2 separate regions of the Sus scrofa genome follow, and region 1 is linked to region 2. The links are chromatin contacts, called in public Hi-C maps. All regions are on one chromosome and are shown on one strand. Each heading gives the region's core, a stretch centred on a gene start, on an enhancer-like site or on the middle of the called end of the contact. The rest is flanking DNA. Distances are from core to core; before and after follow the strand shown.

What was found. Hi-C and Micro-C count contacts between places; a contact is called where the count stands out from the background.
Region 1: a contact with region 2 is called in a Hi-C map of liver, with 1.9 times the contacts expected there. The contact joins the promoter of RAI1 here to the enhancer-like site in region 2. A contact is called at or near these places in 1 of 5 promoter capture datasets (liver), 5 of 47 Hi-C or Micro-C datasets (embryonic fibroblasts, heart right ventricle, liver and 1 more) and 1 of 2 datasets of contacts at active chromatin or transcription factors (skeletal muscle).

What each region holds. Positions count from the first base shown.
Region 1 is chr12:60,853,413-60,856,112 of Sscrofa11.1, forward strand. It overlaps RAI1 (retinoic acid-induced protein 1), which reads right to left and starts at 1,298. Exons shown (of 5, transcript XM_021068026.1): 1 at 1,190-1,298.
Region 2 is chr12:60,772,632-60,775,331 of Sscrofa11.1, forward strand. The region is part of intron 1 of RAI1 (retinoic acid-induced protein 1); the gene reads right to left. Among named protein-coding and RNA genes, the nearest start is that of SREBF1, 40 kb to the left of the region's middle. Within about 2 kb of position 1,345, at least 7 of the 83 cell types and tissues checked have an H3K27ac peak or open chromatin away from gene starts, as enhancers often do. A contact at or near this core is called in liver, where this site is marked.

The DNA of each region.
Region 1 (2,700 bases), core at 48-2,547, 81 kb after region 2:
CAGCAGCGGCATGAAACTGGATTGCAACCAGATGCAATGCCCTTGAATCCCCACCACGCCGCTGCGTTGCGCGACAGACGGGGCGCGGGGGGGGGGGCGGATGCGGAGAACGGCACGGGTCCCGCGTGGGTCCGCATCGGCGCCTGCCGAGGCCCCGGGCGGCTCGGGGCCCGGGTCGCCGTTCCGGCGCTGCCTCCCCTCCCCCAGCCCCCCAAGAGCGCATTGTTACACTCGGCGGCCTCGGTTCAGGGCAGAGACCCCGGCGCCCGCGCCTCGGGGGCTCCCTGGAGGCGGGCACGGCTCGGGCCGCGCTCCGGCCCCGGCCCCGGCCCCCGGCGTGGATTGGGGGCGGACCGAGAGCCCAAGAAGGGAAACCGCTCGCTGGGAAAACAGGCGCCCAGGAAGCTGGGGCCGCCGCGGCCTCGGGCCTGCCTGGTGTTTCGCTTCCCCTCCGCCCCTCCGCGGCGGGCCCTGGCGACCAAGTCTCCAAATGTCACCCCCGCGTCCTGCCACCCCGTCGCCCCCGCTCGACGCCGCCGCCCGGCGCCCGGCCCCCGCGTCCTCCCCCCCCCCGGGTCCCCTGCCTCCCGGGAGCGGGTCATGCCCTCGGCCGGCGCGCCGCCGTCCGGGGACGCGGGACTCGCGTGGCCGGAGCCCCCACCGTGACGTCACCCCTGAAAGGCCCGCGCGCCCGGGGCCTGGCCGCGTCCGGGCTCCCCGGCCTCCGGGGCCTCTTCCTGCCGGGTCGCGCGGCCTGCGCACAGGCCGCGGGCGCCGCTGCCCATTTGGGGGTCCGGCCGAGAGCCCCGCGCGCCGCACCTCCCGGCACGGCCCTCGAGGCGCGGGCTCCCACGCCGTGGCCCCGCCAGGCCCCGAGTCCCCCCCGGAGAAGTCGGCTCCCCGCCCCCCCCCCGACGCACTCACAAAGCTCGCCTCCGGCCCCCGCGCCGTGCGAATGCCCGGTCCCCACCCCGCGCTCGGCGGACCCCCCGCGCCACCGTGCGCGCACTGCCCCCGCACGCCCGACCCTCGCTCCTCGCGCCCCACGCCACGCACCGGCCCCGGCCCGCGGCGCGGGGCGCCCCCACCCGCAGCTCCCGGGACGGCCCTCCGGTAACCTGGCGCCCCCCGCACACAAAGCGACTTCCTCGCGGCCCCCCGCGCGCCCGCCCCGGCGCTGGGTGCTCACCTCGGCGCGCGCTCACTCGGGGGCCCGGGCTCTGGAGCTGTGACTTCGCGGCCCGGAGGCCCGGGCGGCCATGGGGGTCGGGGCGCGGCGGCCCGGCCGGCCCGCGGCCAGGCAGGAAGGAGGGTGGGCCGCGGCGCCCCCTCCTCGCGCCCGCGCTCGGGCGGCGGGCAGGGCGGCCTGCTCGGCGCGCTCTCGCCCGGGCCGCGCCTCGCTCCGCACCTCGCCTTCCGAGCGCAGCCGCGGGCGGGGGCGGCGCCCGGGGCGCGGGGAGCGAGCCCTGGCCGCGCACCGCCGGGCCTGCTGGCGTCGCAGGGCCGCGGGGAAATGCGGTCCCCTCCGCGCAGGAAGAGCGGGCGGCGGGCGGCGCGCGGGGGGAGAAGGCGGCGAGAGCGCGGGGAGAAAAGTTCCCGGCCGCCTGGCTGCGCTCGCTCGCCGCCCGGGCGCCAGGTGGGCCTCGCGCCCCGACAGCGCCCCCTGGCGGCGCGCGCTCGCCCGCGGGCCTGGGGGGAGGGGGCTCGGCGGGGGACCCCGGGGAGGCCTCAAGGTCTCGGCGGCCTGGGGTCGGGGCTGGAACCTCCGGCGGAGGTGGCGGCCCTGCCCCGGCCGGCCGGCCGGCCGGCCGTCCAGCGCTCCCGCCCTCCGGCCGGGTCCGCGGCCCTCCGTGCCCTCCGCTTTGCAGTCTGGGAAGCACTGCGACCTCTAAACTCAAGAGGCTGCGAACAGATTTCCTCGCTTGCTGGCACCTTGCTGGGCGCAGACGCAGCAGAGACAAGCGGTCCCTGCCATCACGGAGCTGGCATCCTGGCGGGAAGAGACAGACAGCATACAAATGCTTGCACACATCACGAAGATAATTCCAGGGAGTGATGCGTGCTAGGAAGAAAAGAAGCAGGTGAAGGGAGGAATAGGGGCTACCAAGCTGAGTGGGGCGGGGAGGAGGCCCGGGGAACGGACTGGCAGGAAGGAACCCTCCTGGCAGAGCCAGGAACAGCATTCCTGGCAGAAGGAAGCGCAAGTGCAAAGGCCCTGAGGCAGGAGAGAGCTTATTGGCAACCAGAGGACAGGCAGTGGGCACACCACGCAAAGGACCAAGGTTTTCAAGGCTACCCCAGGGCCCCGGGAGGAATCTGGATGCAGTTCTAGTGCCCCTGGCTCAGCCTAAGGGGAGGATTGTTGAATGAATGAGTGAACTTCCGGACACATGACAGTCCCCCTCCAAGGCCTCGCTCAGCCAGCTCAGGCAGAAGACCCTCCACCCCACCCACCACCCTCAGGGCACATTGGGTCCTATGAGTCGGGGAGGGGTGTCAAGGCATCGATGCTCTCAGGGGACCTGGGGCTGGCCGTGAGGTCCCCTGGACATCAGCCTCCTTCCCTTAAGGTAAGGCGGCATGTGGCCACGGTGGCTTTACTCCGTGACAGGGACTGTCCCCTGCTACAGGTTACTGCCTCTGATCCTGGAACCCCTCACAATTTACTTATGGGGAGACTGAGGCACAGGTGCCCAAGTC
Region 2 (2,700 bases), core at 95-2,594:
ACGTGGAATGTGGCCTGTGTGCGGCGGGGCCTTGCCAGGCACCTGCTGCGAAGGAGGGAGGGCAGGAGCCCCGAGAACCTTCCCTGGCCTCTGGGAGAAGAGGCCTGGGTGAGCAGCGAGGCTGTGGGGGGCGGGGAGGATGAGCCCTGCAGAAAGGGGGAGCAGAGACGAGAGACGTGCGGGTTAGAGCTGGGTGGCCTGAGGCCCAGAGGGACTCACAGCCCTCCTTAGAGCCTCCGCGCCAGGCACCGAAGGTGGAGACTCTGCCACCCCTCCCCAAGCCTCTGGGTCCCTGCAGGGCTCCCTGGTGGCAGTCATCACAGTGCTAATTACATAATTAATGGCCTAATGAGCTGCCTCACCAGGATGTTGCCTGGGGGAGGCAGGGGCTTCATCTCTTGGGTCTTAGGCACTAAGCCTAGAAACCACCCCAGGAGGTGCCCTTTTGGAGCTGCCTGGAAGGAAGGCCAGGATGGGCAAGGGTGTGCAGCCTAACCCTCACCACAGCCCGAGGGATGCTTAGAGGCCCGGAGGCCAGGGCAGCGCAGCAGCCAACCAACCAGGAAGAGAAGACAAAGCCTCTCTGTCTGCCCTGGCCCACAGCGCCTTGGGTCACAGCCCTTCGGTCCCTGAGCCCGGCTCACGCATCAAACCGGCTTCTCCTTCGAGTCCAGTCTGCGCAACGGCCGACACAGCGGCAAGAGCAGCGCGGCTCCTGCGCCCACAGACACGCCGGCAGCCACTGGGGGCTCGGCAGGTGCGGCGAGGAGGTGGTCTGGGCAGGCTGCAAAGAGGAGGCCCTCCCTCTCGGAGGAGGGGGGCCCACCCGACGGGGGCGCCGCCCCTCCCCCACCTCTGCTGGCCCGGCTGCTGCTGCCACCGGTCCGATGCCCTCTGTCCTCAGGGCGCCCAGCCCTGGCAGTCCTGCAAAGTCACCCCCACTCGTTAGCTGCCTGGCGTCCCTGCTCCTGGGCAAGGGCCACTCCCCCCCACTCTGCGGGGCCCCCGGTCCGTGGCCCGAGCTGGAGTGGGGTCTCTGACTTGTTTCTCGTCTTCGGGGTGACCGCATCCCCCCCCCACCTCGACGTGGCCAATCAGGCCGGCGGCTGTGGGCCAGGAACCGCCAGAAGTCACTGTCTGCAGGCCGTCTTGGGGGTCAAACCTCGTCCTCCTCCTCCTTCGGCGGGCGGTCAAGAGAAGCCCGGACAGGGACAAGGACTTGTCCGGGAGGTGCAGCAGGACTGCGAAGCCCCCACAGCTCCGGGCCCCAGAAGGCCCCTCTGCCAACCAGCAAATACACTCAGAGCTCGGGGCCAAAACGGGGGCAGATCCTCGCTCCTGACACCCGGCCTCCCCCGGAGCCTCCCCTCCCGTCGTCGCCGCCTCGGACACCCCGGCCCAGCCCCGCTCCATCCGGGGGAGCCGCGGGCCCGGCGCCCCCGCCCAGGGGAGGAAGCCGCCTGTCAGGCCGCCACGGCGTGTCAAATCCTCTCGCTGCCTAATTGTGAGACGGCGGCGTTTAAAGCAACGCTTTGCTGGCCGCCTGCCACACCGCAAACGGCTCGGTATAATTTTATTATTAAGGGAGAGAAAAGAGGGAGGGGGCCGGGCCGGGGGGCAGTCGCGGGTCCGAGTCAGCCGCGGGGGGAATGCGGCTCCGGGCGAGTACCGCCGGCTCTCGGGTTGGCCCGCCGACTCCGTTCATTGCGCATTCAGTCTCTACTTAGGGCAACCGAAACCAAGCGGGCCCGGGTCCGACGATTAGGGTCCGCGACTGGGCCATGAACCCTTCCACCCCCGCCCGCCCCCGCCGCCCCGGGCGCGGTGCGGGACGGGGGCGGGGGGCGCAGCGCCGGCGGCGGGGTGAACGCGGCGCGGGAGCTGGGCGCCGGCCGAGCGGGGGATGGGGAGCGGCGCGGGGCGTGCGGGGGTGTTTTGCGGCCCCGCCGCCCCCCCGCAACAGATGTCTCAGCCGTGTAAGACAAAGGCAGTGCGCCTGCCGCTGCCGGCAGAAAATCCGCAGGACTCCCTCAGGGGCAGGTAAAATTTCACCTTCTATTTGGGGCCCCCCCCGCCCGGTTTCCCGGCCGCTGCGCCAATCCGGAACGCGCCACCAAAGACGCCGCGGCGCCGCCGCCCAACCCGCTGACCCCAGCAAGGTCGCGGCGACCTCGGGCTCCTCCAGCCGCGATCCCGCCCTCGGAGGCGCCGGGAGCGAGAAAGGGGCGCTCTTCTCGCCACGAGGCGGAGGCGGCGCCGGACGCTGCGCGCCTCCCTCCTGCCCGCGGTGGGACCCCGGGGGCTGCGCCCCCCCGCCCCCATCATTCATCTCCCCGATTCCCGCTGTAGCCGCCCTCGGAAGTCAGCCGAGTGAAGCAGCTGTTCCTTGCACACTCCACTTGACCAAAGATGATGATAAATGAGGCCCGGGCTGCGTCGGGGACGCGGCGGCGGCGGCGGCCGCGAGGGGCGCGCAGGGCGGGGCGGGCGGCCCGCACCCCCTCCCCGCGCCTCGGGAAGGGCGAGGACGCGGAGGACGGAGGCCGACGGGCAGAATCAAAGGCCCGCGCGGCCCCGGCGCGGGCGGAGAGGTGTGCCCGGAGCCCCAGGGTGCGGGCAGCCGCCCCCCCCGCCGCGGAGCCGCCGCCCCGCTCCCGCCCCGCGCGCCCCGGCCCCGGTGCCTCGGTCCCCACCGCGCCC